2 separate regions of the Oryctolagus cuniculus genome follow, and region 2 is linked to region 1. A link is a contact called in public Micro-C data. All regions are on one chromosome and are shown on one strand. The core of a region is the stretch at or near the end of the contact, and the rest is flanking DNA. Distances in the headings are between cores, read along the strand shown. Region 1 holds the start of USO1 (USO1 vesicle transport factor). Region 2 holds the start of THAP6 (THAP domain containing 6).

Region 1 (7,791 bases), core at 2,291-4,790:
CAGGCAGAGTGGACAGTGAGAGAGAGTGAGAGAGAGAGAGAGAGAGAAAGGTCTTCCTTTGCCGTTGGTTCACGCTCCAATGGCTGCCACGGCCAGCGCGCTGATCCGATGGCAGGAGCCAGGTGCTTCTCCTGGTCTCCCATGGGGTGCAGGGCCCAAGAACTTGAGCCATCCTCCACTGCACTCCCGGGCCACAGCAGAGAGCTGGCCTGGAAGAGCGGCAACCGGGACAGAATCCGGCGCTCAGACCGGCGCCCCGACCGGGACTAGAACCCAGTGTGCTGGCGCCGCAAGGCGGAGGATTAGCCTAGTGAGCTGCGGCGCTGGCCAGGATCTAATATTTTTAAGCTGCTACAATTATAACTCTGTGATTTCTTTTTAAATAAGACCATAATGAATTCATTTTATATTGAGCCTCTGTGACTATGGAATAACAATGATAAAAATTTATATGAATTCTGCCCTAAAGATACTTTAAGAGTCTAGAAGGGATGAGATATGTATTATGGTAGAAAGAAAAGAAGTGTGCTATCTAGTTAAAATGCAAAAGTAGCCAGACATTGTCTGTAGTCTGGTAGGGGAAAGAAGTTAGGGATGCTGATAAAAGAAGGCACTGTTGGGGCCTGTGCTGCAGAGCACTGGGTTAATGCCCTGGCCTGAAGCACCAGCATCCCATATGTGCACTGGTTGAGACCTGGCTGCTCACTTCCAATCCAGCTCTCTGCTATGGCCTGGGAAAGCAGTGGAAGATGGCCCAAGTCTTTGAGCCCCTGCACCCACATGGGAGACCTGGAAGAAGCTCCAGGCTCCTGGCTTTGGATTATCGCAGCTCCGGCCGTTGTGGCCAATTGGGGAGTGAACCATTGGATGGAAGATCTCTCCCTCTCTCTCTCTCTCTGCCACTCCTCTCTGTGTAACTCTGACTTTCAAATAAATAAATAAAATTAAAAAAAAAAAGAAGGCGCTGCTGATGGATTTGTAGGACATGGGTCATTCAAAGAAAATTACGATGAAGAAAACATTGTTTACTTTTGCAAAAATGGAAAAAATATATAAGAAAATACTAAATGATGATACAGAAGATAGAGGTTCCAGGCTCTAGAAACTCAAATATCCAGGTCAGATCAGATCATCAATGACAACATGTAATATCACACTACTCACTCCACTGAGGCTCTATAAATACATCTAAATTAGTGACCCAGCAGCCCTTATTGTACTTCCTGATGGAATGAGATAGTGAAACAAGTTTTCCTCAAGCTGTAATGCGTGAGTAAACAGTCTACTCAGAAGACATCACTTGTTCAATTTTGAGAGTGCATCGTCCATGTTAGGCTAGAATAAGGCCTTCATTCCGCTTCCAGTGCCCATCTACAGCACCCACACATGATGCTCCAGCATCACTTTGATATCATGATGTAAACACCATGTTGTCCCGTTCACCACGACATGCTCAAGGTATTCGGGTCCCAACTCTGCAATATTGTGCAAGCTGTTTAGTACTCTGCGCCCGTACAAGGAGAAGCCTCGACCTGGATGATATGAAAGGGCACTCCCAGCTTTAAAATCCTGAACTCTGAATTCCACACCGTGCCAGGCTGTTTCCATTTATTTCACTCTACTTCTTCACATCCCACCCTGATGAGCAGGCCTTTTTCTTCATTTTAGAGTGTATTCACCATCTCTCACCTGCCCAATCCAAACAAGTGGGGGAAGGTCAAGATTCAAATCCAGATCTAACTCCAAAGCATGCTCTAATAAATCACTCTTCCAAACAGGTCTCAAACACAAGTGCCAACAGGAGAGATGCAAGCAGGGCTGAGGGGGTAGGCTGTGGCTACAGTAATCCAGGGAGAACAACTCCGTGTTACAACAGGGCTCACTGCCTTGCCTTGCTGCCGTGTGGGACTGGACAAGGGAGGTCAAATAGACTCTTTCTGTGTGTTTGTGTGACAGAGACAGATCTGATTTTCAAATGAAGGAAACAGATTCACGGACTTCCAACTTCTGCTTTAAACACTTCTAACCCAGATGAGCAGTTAATTTTAACAATATTACCCCGATTTCCCCAAAATGCCCAGGTAAGTAGTGAAGTAGGGGGCATCAGCAATAAAGTCTAAGCTTTGAAGTTCAGGCACACCTTGACGGAACACCGGGTCTAAGACCTCCATCACATGACTTCACCTCTTTCAGCCTCATTTCTTCATTTGTAATGGATGGCTACCATCACATATCTTGCAGGGTAATTAAGGATTAAAGAAGAATGTGGAAGATAAACAGCTCAGCAAAAGACCTAGCACCAGGTAAGAGCTGGACGAATGGAAGCCACCCTTACTCCCCTCCAGAATCCGGGTAACACAGCTGTCTATCCAAACTTTAAAATGTCATACCCCACCCACTTTTCTGTAGATCTCAGCTTATTCTCAAACACAAAGTTTATTTTTATTTTTAAAAAGAGGCCACACACACGCATTTCCAGTAGAACCACACTTCAACTAAGATTATCCCATAACCTAACACGGAGGCAACTATCAAACAGTTTTCTGCAGCGCACGTTTAAAATGTCCTTGCAAATCCTGTTCACACGGAAAGCGAGAGGTGTGTTTCCAAAGTGGACACAGCACTGGACACATGACACATACCTGGGTGAGCCCGGAAAGCCGGGGTCTGAACTAAGGCCGGTCCTCCCAGCTGACGGGACGGGAGCAGGTGGCTTTGTGCCCCAAAGAACATGGTTTTATTCTTAGCCACACGCTGTCGCCAACAGCTGGGCTTTAAACCATGCAGTCTTCCCCAGCGCCCCGCTTCCAGACAGAAGGCAGCGAGCAGGCTTCAGGCTCCTCTCGGCCGGCGGAGGCTCGGACGAAGGGGGCGGAGGGAAGCGCCCGCGGAGCTGCGGGTCGGGCCGCCTCTGGCCCGGATCCGTGCCTGCCCGGGCGGGACCACCCAGCCGCGGGGCCTGCGGGGCGAGCGGGCGCGGCCGCTGTCAGCCCGGCCGAGCCGCCGCGCGGGGGGCTGCGCGGGAGCCGTGAGGAAGTAGCTCGGGGGGGGGGGGGGTCTCAGGAGAGGCAGGCGGCACGTGGGTCCCCCACGCGCGGGAGGCGACCTCCAGGCCCTCTGGCCCTCTCCGTTCCCCGTCCTGGCCCGGACCCTTCCCAAGTCCCGGACCCCACGGCTCCACTCACCGTCTCGGCTTCTGTGTGCTGGGGTCCGGCACTCTGACCCCCCATCACCCCGCGGAGGAAATTCATCTTGCCGCCCAGCCACCGGCTTTACAGCCTCTTCGGGAAAGAAAAGAAGACAACTTCTCCTGCCCTCCGCAGGGGCCCCGAGCCCGCACTCGGCACTCCCCGGCCGCCGCCACCACCGCCTCCTACTCCGCGGCCGCTCCTGCCCCCTAAGCCCGGAAACAGCCGCCACCACCGGCCGAGATGCGCATGCGCGGATACGTGGCATTACGTGGCGACTCGAAGGGCGAAGGCAAAAGGGGAGAGGAGACGAGAGGAGCCACCTAGGGAGGGGTCCGCCCAGGCCCCGCCCACCGCGAGGCCCCGCCCCCGCCGCAGGCCCCGCCCTCCGCGGATTGCTCCTGCTGGCCGCAGCCACCCACGTGGTCGAAGCCCGGCCCTGCCGGCTGGAGAGGGTCGGATTAGACTAAGCGTTTTGGCTCGCCGGGTGTTTAATTGCCGCCGAGCGGAACTCGGCTGCGAGCTATCAAGCCGGGGGCTTGTTTTGTTGAGTCGAAAGTGACATTCTCCTCCGGCCAACGTGACAGGTAAGGGGGTCCCGGGCCCTGCGAGTTCCCTTTTGGGTTTTCGGGTTAGCAGCGCCAGCGTGGTGGTGGCCCTCTGATCCCTGTCAATCGCATTTCTTCACAGGGCTTTGTTTGGTGGTGGGAAGGGTGCTGGACCCCCATCCTCCCAGCGCCACTGGAGGGCGCCTTTCCCAGCGCTTGTTCCTCAAACCCGCGGAGAGGAATTCCTAGATCTGACACCAGGTACGCCGCTGTTCCCAAGTGCTGTGAGGAGGCGAGCCCGCCGAACCCCACGTCTGGCGTGCTCGAGTAAGAAAAGAGAAATTACAAGTCCATTGTTCTGCGGCGTCAGTTTGGCAGCGCGGAGCTTGCCTTTGCAGGGCTCTTACAAAAATGCAAAATGTCATTTGTTTCTCAAGTCGGTATGCCAGGTACTTATGCTTCTGCAGTACTCCTGTGAATTTCCTGAGACTGGAAAGCGCAGGGTCTCCCTAGCTAACTGGCTCAAGCTGCCCGCAGCCCCTGCATTCCCCGTGGGTCCCAGGTGCAGCGTTTAAAATTGAACTCATCCTCTCTGTGAGCCTCCCGTCGAGAAAAAGAAAATCAATATACTGCTTCTGCTCTGTGCCCCGCGGTGCTCTCTGGTCCCACTATCCAAATAATTGCCCAAGGCAGAGGGAGGAAGCCGGCAAGAGTGGGACTTTGGCTTTGCAAATAGCCCCCGTGCAAAGCCCCGTGCTCCATCGATAGTCAAGCCCGATCGTTTCTATTTATAGGCTGTTTCTCAACTAGGTCCTCTGCTCTCCATCCCGCCTGCCTCTGACATAGTTTCTCACTAAGATCAAGCAGTAGCCTCCCGACGAGTTTTTCCGCATTCGGGCCTGGCCTCCCTGCAGTCCGAGCTCCGGTCCACCCTTGCATGAGCCCGACAACCACCAAACAGCTGTTGCTGTCACTCCTCTTCCCCGACGCCTCCAGCGGCTCCCGGTTCTCTATAATAAAATGCAAACCGCACGGGCCTCTTGGGATCAGGCTCCACGGGGCAGTTTGCCCTGCCTCTCCCTCCCTCTTCACCTGGCCAACTCCTGCTAGTTCCTTAAGGCTCCCCTCGGACATCATCTCCTGGAAAGCTCCCTGAAATCTGGGTGTGTGTCTGTAGGCTAGCACTTTGTAGTTACTCATTTATGGTGGGCACCTGGCAAGTGCTTACAGCCTAATGAACCGTTAGGGGCACGACTCGTATTTTTGTGTCTCTGTGGTGTACTGTTGTCTCATAGAAGGCGGTGTTGATGGATAAGTGAATAAATCATTGAATTGAATGAACATGACGACTGCGCTGAGTAGGAGGTCCGATTTCATCTCTAAAGTAGATTTGTACAGAGCTTGTTATCACAAAGGCTGTGGTGAAAGTTTGTTTGCTAGTGCCAAGATTTTAAGCCTGGGAGACTTGGGGAACGGGTGGGATCGTCTTGCCAAAAATACTGTGTTCTAAGCATTGTCCTCTGCTTTAAAACTAGACACTTGACATTTTGCTTCAGACATTTTCCATGGGGGCATTTTGTTGCAGCCTAAAATAAGTAACCAATCGGTGCTCCGCATTTTTGTCACCAAGTACTGTGCACAGAGAACTTAAAAGAACTTCACTGGCCAGGTCTCACCGCAGCCTCACCGCTCCCTGAACCTCACGGCCCCATGGTCAGGGAGAAGGCTGTGGCCTGGAGTAGGGCTACCGTTCCTGCGGCTCAGTAATAAAACACAGCATCTTCACTTTGGTCTTGTTGAAATGTGCCGTTTACTTGTAAACGTTGGTGAATGTAGTGGTAACAGCTGACTGAATTTCCCCTTCATTTGACCTATTTTCTTCCGTAGCAGCATCCCCTGGGCGGGAGGGACTGTGGGCAAGAGCAGTGGACAGTGGGTGCAGAGGTGGTGAGGCTGGAGTTGTCCAGGCTCCCTGGCCCCAAGTCTCGCCTGGGTTCTGCTGTCTCACAGCAGGTGCAAGCTGCTCCCAACCGCCAGCCTCAGAAGGAGACAGACAGGGTGTAGTGGCTGATTTGTCCCCAGTCAGGGTCTTGAAGGGGAGCAGAGGCACCATCACTGCAGAACAACCCTGAAATGGACTTCTTCCTTAAGAGAAAGGGGGTTCTCTGTGACTCCTGCTCATACAGAGGCCAGTTCAGGACTGTGCTGTACCCTTTGATCATCTAATGGAATTCCTTTAGCATGGTAATTGCTGAAGAACCATTTCTTAAATAAGTCAAAGAGGAGACAACATGAAAGAGCTGTTACTGCCTAACTTACTCTTTTGATTTTCATAAATAAATTCAGAATAAGAATGCCATGTGCCATTAAAATATATAGAACTCAAAATTTTGAGTAAATTAGAATGTTTTTAAATTTTTCTATATTTCTAAGTTTTCCTAAACTACACCTGACAACAGAATTCATTGGGAGTGAAATCTATGTTTTAAAATTACTTTGTTCAGTGGCTCACTTTTCCCATCCTACCTTCCTTTCTAGTGGAAAACTCAGCAAAAACAATTAAACATCATTGCAAAAGATTGTTTTTTAGTGGGGGTAGCGGTGGTGAGGTGGAGCAGTCTCTGTGTTTGCTTAGGAGTAATAGAAATGATAATTTGTGTTTGGAAGACATCATCATGTACAGTTTTTTTTAAGGTTTATTTATTTGAAAGGCAGGATTGCAGAGATAGAGGGGGAGACTGCAATGCTTCGCTGACTCCAGAATCCAGGTTTCAGAATAACTTTTTAAGGTGCTAGTGTTAGTTTAGGAGTATTGTGGTGGCCTTTAGTGACTAATTCAGTACTTTTTATCATAGGTGAGGCTCAAATTCTCTTGGGAAGTGGACTTACATTTTTAGGGTCAGATCTTGGCCCACTGAAATGACCTTCTCAGCCTCTCCATTGCTGTTTGCTTTGAGATGCATACATGATGCAATGATTTTCTTTTTTTCTTTTAAGATTTTATTTATTTTTTAAAGATTTTATTTATTTTATTTGAGAGTTAGAGTTACAAACAGTGAGAGGGAGAGACAGAGAGAAAGGTCTTCTTTCCATTGATTCACTCCCCAAATGGCCACAACAGCCGGAGCTGTGCCAATCTGAAGCAAGGAGCTTCTTCCTGGTCTCCCTCATGGGTGCAGAGGCCCAAGGACTTGGGCCATAGCAGAGAGCTGGGGACCGGTGCCGTGGCTCACTTGGCTAATCCTCTGCCTGTGGCGCCAGCACCCCGGGTTCTAGTCCCAGTTGGGGTGCCAGGTACTAGTTCCGGTTGCTCCTCTTCCAGTCTGGCTCTCTGCTGTGGCCCAGGAAGGCAGTGGAGGATGGCCCAAGTGCTTGGGTCCTTGCACCCGCATGGGAGACCGGGAGGAAGCACCTGGCTCCTGGCTTCAGATTGGTGCAGCGCCGGCTGTGGCGGTCATTAGGGGAGTGAAACAACAGAAGGAAGACCTTTCTGTCTTTCTCTCATTGTCTATAACTCTCTCTGTGTCTCTCTCTCTCACTGTCTAACTCTGCCTGGCAAAAAAAAAAAAAAAAAAAAAAAAGAGAGAGAGAGAGAGAGAGAGCTGGACTGGAAAAGGGGCAGCCAGGAATAGAACCGGTGCCCATATGGGATACCGGCGCCACAAGCGGAGGATTAACCTACTGTGCCATGGCACTGACCCATTTATTTATTTATTTATTTATTTATTTATTTATTTAAAAGACAGAGTTATGGGGAAAAGGGTGGAGACAGAGACAGAGAGAAGAAGAAAGAGAGAGAGATCTTCCATCCTCTGGTTCACTCCCCAAATGGCAATAACAGCTGAGGTTGGGCCAGGCTAAAACCAAGAGTCAGGAACTCCATCCTAGTCTCCCATGTGGATGTCAGGAACTCAAGTACTTGGGGCATCTTCCACTGCTTTCCTAAGGGCATTCACAGGGAGCTGGATTGAAAATGGAGCAGCTGGGACTTGAAGTGGCACCCATAATGGATGACGGTGTTGCTGGCAGCCTTAATCCACTGTACCACAAAGCCA
Region 2 (7,791 bases), core at 3,641-6,140, 200 kb after region 1:
CTTACTCATACATACTGTAAAAAGTTAGCTACTGAGTTTATTTTGGTGCAATAAATTTTTGAAATCCATGCATAGTTTATAAATAATATACACTTTCTATGAACCTGTTGAAGCCCCTTATATTAATGGTGGGACTGTGAATTTGCAAAACCACTTTGGAAACCATGGCACTATCTACTCAAGCTGAACCAGCAAACAAAATGTTAACACTTGTAACATTTATAATAGCCCCAAAGTGAAAGCAACTCAAGTGTTCCAGAGTAGGAGGGAGAAACCATAGCTTATACAAATGAATACTACATAGCAAAGAAAGCAAATGGATTACTATCACAGAGAGTAAATGGAATACTAACATGGTTGAGTCACACAAAATGTAAAACTAAAGAAGCCAGGATATATAATATAGGACTCATTTATGTAATTAATAGTGACTGAAGTCAGCATAGGTTATCCTTGCAGGAGGTAGTGACCAAGAAAGAGCCCTCTAGGGGGCTGTTAATGTTCTGTATCTTGGTCTGGGAGCATTTACTTGAGTGTATATGCTTTGTGAAAATTCATTATTTGTACACTTATGCTGTGCCCACTTTTCCACATTATAGTTCAATAATGTTTAGTTGAAAGATATATTGGCTTCTTTTTAAAATGTGATGTATACAGATTTGCAGCACAATCTTGTGAGAACTTGTTAAAAAAGGCAGATTCCAGGACCAATCAAAATTACTGAATCAAATTTTCTATAAGTGGAGTAAACTCCCCAGATAATTCTTATGGAATCCAAAGCCTGAAAGCCTTCATGTGGGGAAGATATTTAATGTCACAGAAAGTAATAAAGAGTGGACTTTGGAGACAAAATGCCTGCATTCAATTCAAGTCTCTGATATTTAGTAAGTTGTGTGATCCTGGGGAATGCATTCCAGTTTCCTGGGCTGTGCTTTCCTCAAATGATAAAATGAAAACAGTAGTACTTTCCTCTTATGGTTGTTTTTGAGGAGGAAAGTGAGTTTCTATGTAAAGTGCTTAAACAGTGACTGGCACCTAGTAAGTACTGTATAAATACAAAAACAGAAAAACAAGTATCTGTAAATATAGGTGAATTTATACATAAGCTACAAATGACTGCAGAGATATTCATGAAAGTGTTCATACTGTTATCTCTGGATTATGTGATATTTTGAATTTTGCTTTTATCACCTAATTTCCTATAACGAAAAATTTCTTTGTTATGAACAGTTGCTTTTGAAAGTTGGTAATGTGATTTAGTTGACTATGCTTTTCTTAATATCTTCTAAACATTACAGCTAGAGGACACCTTGCTAGTAGGAAACAAAATCTTTAGAGCAAATTGCACATGAAATTATACATTTATTAAGTAGAAGAAAGTGAGGCATTCTCTACTTGGTCACTCAGGCACTGTGACAGGACCAAGTAGAGAGAGTGCCCGAGTCCGCACAGGACCAAGCACAATTCTGCACAACTTTCCTTGTTTCCAGCTATCAGGAAGGAGAGACCTTTCCATGGAGGCTGAGTACTATATTAGGAATCCACAGGCTTTTCCTGCATTTTCCACACTGGAATTAACCAATCAGGCAACAGTTTCTAGAGGCAAGTACACTTTCAGGTATATAAAGTCAAGAGATACTGAGGGTGAGGTAGTCAACCCATGGTACTATCACTGAGAAAAAACAAGTAATTCAACTAGAGTGTACTTATTTAACCCTCTTTCTGGGTTTTCTTTTTTGACCTTTTCTCTCCTTTCTTTCTCCTATTCATCTCTTTTGATTTTCTTCCTTTTGGTCCTTCCTAGGCTTTAAGTTTGCTTGTATGTAGCTCTTAGAAGTTAGTGGCTCTGCTTCTGACTTACGCACCAGTGTGAAGAGTGTCAACTCAGAAAGTTCAATCTCATGTTAATCTTTATTAAATGTTTTTTTTATTTGAAAGGTAGACAGATAGGGCTCTCACCTGCTGGTTTATTCCCCAAATGCCTACAGGGGCTGGGGTAGGGCTGTAGCCAGAAGCTGGGAACTCAATCAGGTCTCCCATGTGGGTGGCAGGGACCTAACTATTTTAGCTACCACCTGCTGCTTTCTAAGGTCTGAATTAGCAGGATGCTGGAATAGGGAGCTGGAGTCAAGAATCAAACCTACAAACAATGATATAGGGTGTGGGCTTGGTAATTAGCATCTTAACCACTAGATCAAAGGCCTACCCATAATCTCCATTTTTTAGTCACAAATCTTGAATTATGCCAACTCCTAAAGTCAACACTAACTTAATCAAACTTTAGTAATGTACAAATATTTCAGTGGCTCCTTATAAAATACTTCTTTGTACCTAAGACATTTTAAAAGTTTAAGGTACAACCTACACATTAAATAAGGAAGAATGGATTTCAGATGAACAGCAAACAATAAAAATGTTAGCAGAGTGGTGAAGGTTCTTTAACAGCACCCAAAAAGTGAGTAATGATGGTAAGCAGAATCTCATAAACAAACCTTTAAGTGAAATGAAGAATCAAAGATAGATGGTATGACTCCAGGTTTCAACTTAATATTTGGAGTACTTCTATCAAAATCTGACTTCTTAAAGTGCCTTGAGCATAACACATCTCCTTTTTTAGGTTCCCAAATGCCTGCAGCATTCACATCAAGTCTTTTCATTGCCAATACCCATTTTCTTTTGATGTTTTCATCTGTGGGGAATCTAGAAAAGAATATTAAAAATTAAACAGTATGGATATACTTGAATTAAATCTGTCTTATATAACTGGCTAAGGCTGAATTAATTCCTTCACTAGTTTGTTACCACTCTTGGGAACTGAAATATTCAGGGAACTATGTTTTATGTTTTCATAAATCTCAATTTTAATGTTCAGATTTTCTGCCAATTATGCTGTAGACTGTAGCCCTCATTTCAATTCTTCGCCTAAGGAAGAAAAATTTCAATGGATATTCAGCACTTTATATTAAGATCCACAGTTGAAAGGTTTTTCTTAATCCATAAGTGATAAAGAATGTCCCTTAGCCTTTTCCTATCTGAAGTGATTTCCAGATTTTCTCTCTGGTGAATAGGGCTCCTTGTACTTTCATTTTTCTGTAGCACAAGAAAATTTCTTAGTCCAGCATTTAATATACAGCAGGTCTACAAATGCTTGGTGACTGAGAAGTTGCAGAGTTTGGAGTTCTGGGGATCAGACCTTTTTTGAGAGATCTGGACGCCAATAAATTTCTAAATTTTCCAAGCTGGTTCAGATCTTTTTTGGAATACAGTAGGGTACATGTGGGTAGCAAATCTCTAGCAGATAGCACAGTGCCTGACACGTAAGTGGCAAAATAAATCTTCAGGAAATGAATCATTTTAAAATCTTATTGCTCATTCTCTCCTGCGGTTGTGAGGAGTATAGCTAAAACACTAAATTAGGATCATCTGGACTTACCTGTAATGCAGCTAAACAACCCTCGGTCGAACATGTAATTTATTTTCCTACAACCTATCCTTGGTCTATTTCTAAACAGAAAAGACAGTATATATTTGAGCAAAGCAGCTTCCTTCAGATTGTCAACTACATATAAGCCACACTGAATTTCCTTGAAGGTATGTTAAAATGCAAAGTAATATTAGCAAATTGATTTGGATATATATATATTTTGTTAACTAGTCTCTTGAAAACCTTGGCAGGTATCTTAAACTACATTGCAAAAGTGTAAGGTTGTCACTGTCACTTCAAGTTTAACTGAAAAGGTGATTTTAAAAGCACTTGGGCACTCAAGTTCAAAACTGAATACTTCAACAGAACGATCTTGGCTTTCTATCCGTCAACAGCACTCTGCTTAACCATGGCCGAATCTTACACGTGAAACGTCAGTCCCTTCAATTTGGAATTTGGCAAGCAGCGGGAAGCGCATCCAATGGCAGAGCAACATTTCACCATGATTTTAGCAGCTCATCAAGGAACTGAAAGAACAGGAATACGCGAAGTTAGTGACTTCAGAGCAGCCTGGGAGCCTCCTCACCTCTCCCAGGACGTTTTAGGACACATGTAACAACGCGACAAAGCCGAAGGCCAATGTTCCCTTCCAAGCCCTGCAGCTCTGCGCATCAAATGTTCCGGGGGCTTGGCGCTTTCATAAGGTGAGGGGTCTACCTGCACTTCTGGAGCCTTGCACACGGCCAGCCCCGCGCCCCCCAAGACCTCCTGGCGCGCTAACCGCGGCTCGCCTGGCCGCCTACCCGGGCACCCGGCTCCGGTCAGTGCCTGGCACCTCGGGCCTCCCAGGCCCCCGCTTCTCCCTCGCACTTGGCCGTCATTCTACATTTACCCCCGCGACTCTGACCAAAGTTTTCCTCCCCGCCCGGCCGGGCGCTGCGTGAGGGGGCGGTGGGGCCGTCTATGCTTTCACTTTTTCGTCCTCACGGCTCAGCCGCGGACGGGGCCCACAGTCAACGTGAATACACTGAATGAATGACTGAAGCAAGAGCGAGCAGAGCCGAAGGGGACGGGAGCAAGCAGCAGGTCGCGGCGCCGGCGCGCGCACGGCCCGGCTCCCGAGCTCCAGGCCTGGCGGCGCTCCGCCCCCTTCTCGAGGCTCCCGGCCGCCCGAGGGAGGGAGGGGCCGCCCTGTCACAGGTGCCGGTCCCCTTCCTCGAGGGCCAGCTGGCGTCTGCGCGCCGCTGCAGTCCTCCTCGCTCCGAGACGTGCTCCAGAATTCGGGCCGGCAGCGATGCGGAGCAAAGCAGCAGCGACATAAGAGTAATTACCGTTCGCAGCGAAGACAGCGACTACCATCGACGACAGATATTGCGTCTCCCCTCGCTTCCGCCCCGTCGCCCCGGGAACCGGAAATCGGCCTGCCCCGGGTCACGTGCCCCTCCGCCATCTTGGCCCCGGTGGCAGCAGCGGCCGGGAGGGGGTGCGCCCGAGCGGCGCTGCTTCTCTGGGCGTGGTTTGCATCCTGGGGGAAGGGTCTGTGGTGTGTGAGGGGAGGTGGTGGAGATGGCGGCGACGGCGCGGGAAGATGGCGCCCGCAGCCGGCAGCGAGGGCAGCGGGGCTGCGAGCACTATGACAGAGGATGTCTCTTGAAGGTGACGGCTTCAATGGGCTCATCTCCGACGAGCTTCCGCCGGGCAGGGCTGGGGGCGGGGTGGGCAGGGCGGTGAGGCTTGGGTTTGGAGTTTGAAGCTAGGTTGTTTGTCGGGCTACCTCGCTACCTGAAATGTTTTGGCCAGGCGACCATAGGCCCCGTATTTCTTCCCTGTGTGGTCTTTTGCAAGCAGAAACTCTTTTGCTTGGGATGAGGGTCGGCTTGTGCAAATCCGTTTCCCAATGGGTTTATTCGTCTCTTGCTGCTGGAAGTAGACTGAGGTAGCCCCTGGGCCCACTTCCGGCGTGTGATGAAATAATGAGAGGAGGGTGGGAAACGGGAGACTGGAAAACGAGTTCAGCTCCTGTGGTAATAGTTCAGAGCCTGCTAGCTTCATTTGAGAGGCCATGCAAATATCCAGAGCTGTGAAGGAGAAAATATGTGTGTGAAGTCGGAAGTGTGAGCGCTGTGAAATGGAACATTACGTATGGAAAAGTGCGTCGTGTGTATATATGGCGACTTTTGCTGTTTGAATAATCCGGAGGTTTTTGAATTGGCACCCATCCAATTGAAGTGTCCCGATTTTTCTTGCAAGAAGTGGTAGCTTTTGCTTAGAAAGGTTGAGGGTTGGAGTTGCACGGCCCTGTCTCCAAATCTGAAGACGTTCCCATTAATCGCTGTGATTTGGAGCAAGCTGGTGTTTTAAATACCTCTTATGCTCCACAGGAATGATAGAAGTTCCGCTTCATAAACAAGTATGAGGGTTATAAACTAAAGAGCATATATGGTGTTTTAGCAGGGTGCTTTGCCTGGGATGAGTGTAAATGTAGACCTAGCACCACCGCTGTTGTCATCACCCAGTCGCCGTCCTGAATTCTTTGGTGGTTCCACTTCACCAGCCAGCCGTGCCGATGGTCATTGACTGGAGTCATTAGATACAGGTGGTAGTCTCAGGCTGGGACGAACCACATAAACTCTTTTCTGTAGGCCATGGTTAGGGAAACGTTCCGTTGTGTTGGATGGGGCCGTTCAAATGTTGTGTAAGGAAATGGAATGCTATCCTTACTTTCCATTTCTGTTGAGATATTCTTTTACTCTTTTTAAAAAAAGATTTACTTTATTTATTTGAAAGACAGAGTTACTGATAGAGGTAGAGACAGAGAGAGAGAGGTCTTCCATCCGCTGGTTCACTCTTCAGATGGCCACAATGGCTGGAGCTGTGCCGATCCAAAGCCAGGAGCTTTTTCTGTGTCTCCCACGTGGGTGCAGGGGCCCAAGGACTTGGGCCATCTTCTGCTATCCCAGGCCACAGCAGAGAGCTGGATTGGAAGTGGAGCAGGCCAGACTAGAACCGGCGCCCATATGGGATGCAGGCGCTTCAGGACAGGGCTTTAACCCACTGTGCCACAGCGCCTGCCCGGGAGATGTTCTATTACTCTTTCAAACTTGAGATCTAAAACGAATTTGATATCTTAGACTCTTCTGTCCCCTCTGAAGAAACCACAGAACTAGATCTGTTTCATGGCATTCAGATAGTTGGCCCCGAGTGTCACTTTTTTGCCTTCCTCCTCCCTTCTTTTTTTTTTTTTTTTTGACAGGCAGAGTGGATAGTGAGAGAAAGAGACAGAGAGAAAGGTCTTCCTTTGCCGTTGGTTCACCCTCCAATGGCCGCCACGGCTGGCACGCTGCGGCCGGCGCACCGCGCCGATCCGAAGGCAGGAGCCAGGTGCTTCTCCTGGTCTCCCATGGGGTGCAGGGCCCAAGCACTTGGGCCATCCTCCACTGCCCTGCCTGGCCACAGCAGAGAGCTGGCCTGGAAGAGGGGCAACCGGGACAGAATCCGGCGCCCCGGCCGGGACTAGAACCCGGTGTGCCGGCGCCGCAAGGCGGAGGATTAGCCTAGTGAGCCTTGGCGCCGGCCCCTCCTCGCTTCTAAACATGGGAGGCCAAATAAAGTGTTTCAAGACAAGAGTTATGAACTAGATCAAATGCATTGCTTAAGTAAGATAAAAGCTGAGAACTGAAGTTTGAATTTGGCAAGGAGGTCCCTGGTGATATTGAAGAGGCGTGGCGGTGGAGTGACGGGGGTAAGCCTCATTGGTGTGGACTCAAGAGATGCCATGAGAAGTGAAACTGGAATTACAGACAGTCCTTTTGCTATAAAGGAGAGCAAGAAAAAAAACAGTGAGACCTTGGTTGCTGGGAGATGTGAGATTATGGGATCCCTCCCCCCTTTAAGGATGGAGGTGTTACAACATGTTTGTTTTTTCTTAGAAGAAGTGAGAACATTTTGTAGTGGAGGAGGGAGAGGGTAAACTAGGGGCACGGGCCTTGAGTAGCTAGAGAGGCTGAGATCCTGTGCACAAACAATTGGCCTTAGAAGCCGGGACTGTACATTCTTTGTGAAAGAAGTGAAGGCAGAGGATGAGGCTTTTTTGCGATAGGTTGACCAGGCAGTATGCTGATGCTTTTTCTCTAGCCATATTCAGCTGTTCCTGAGAAAGGCTGAAGAGAGTTGGGTTTAACTCGGTTTAGGTTCCGGAGGACTTTGGTACAGTAACTATGCAGAGGAAGCCAGGAGGGAACTGGGCTGTATGCAAGGGAGGACTGGGATCGAGTTGAAAAGAGAGGTGGCAGAGAAGTTTCCTGCTTGAAACTGGAGCAGCAGTTCAAGTGGTCAGTGGTCCCCGTGGGTCGCTGAGGCCCCTTCAG

What was found. Hi-C and Micro-C count contacts between places; a contact is called where the count stands out from the background.
Region 2: a contact with region 1 is called in a Micro-C map of ear pinna, with 6 times the contacts expected there. The contact joins the promoter of THAP6 here to the promoter of USO1 in region 1. A contact is called at or near these places in 2 of 6 Hi-C or Micro-C datasets (ear pinna and psoas muscle).

Annotation. Positions count from the first base shown.
Region 1 is chr8:90,184,197-90,191,987 of mOryCun1.1, forward strand. USO1 (USO1 vesicle transport factor) reads right to left here and starts at 3,541. Exons shown (of 25, transcript XM_051819677.2): 1 at 3,186-3,541. The coding sequence starts at 3,251. It overlaps G3BP2 (G3BP stress granule assembly factor 2), which reads left to right and starts at 3,563. Exons shown (of 12, transcript XM_070048011.1): 1 at 3,563-3,775; 2 at 3,879-3,997.
Region 2 is chr8:90,383,738-90,391,528 of mOryCun1.1, forward strand. It overlaps THAP6 (THAP domain containing 6), which reads right to left and starts at 4,891. Exons shown (of 5, transcript XM_002717110.5): 1 at 4,756-4,891; 2 at 3,849-3,951; 3 at 2,493-2,700. The coding sequence starts at 3,928. RCHY1 (ring finger and CHY zinc finger domain containing 1) reads left to right here and starts at 4,582. Exons shown (of 10, transcript XM_070048022.1): 1 at 4,582-5,080. The coding sequence starts at 4,991.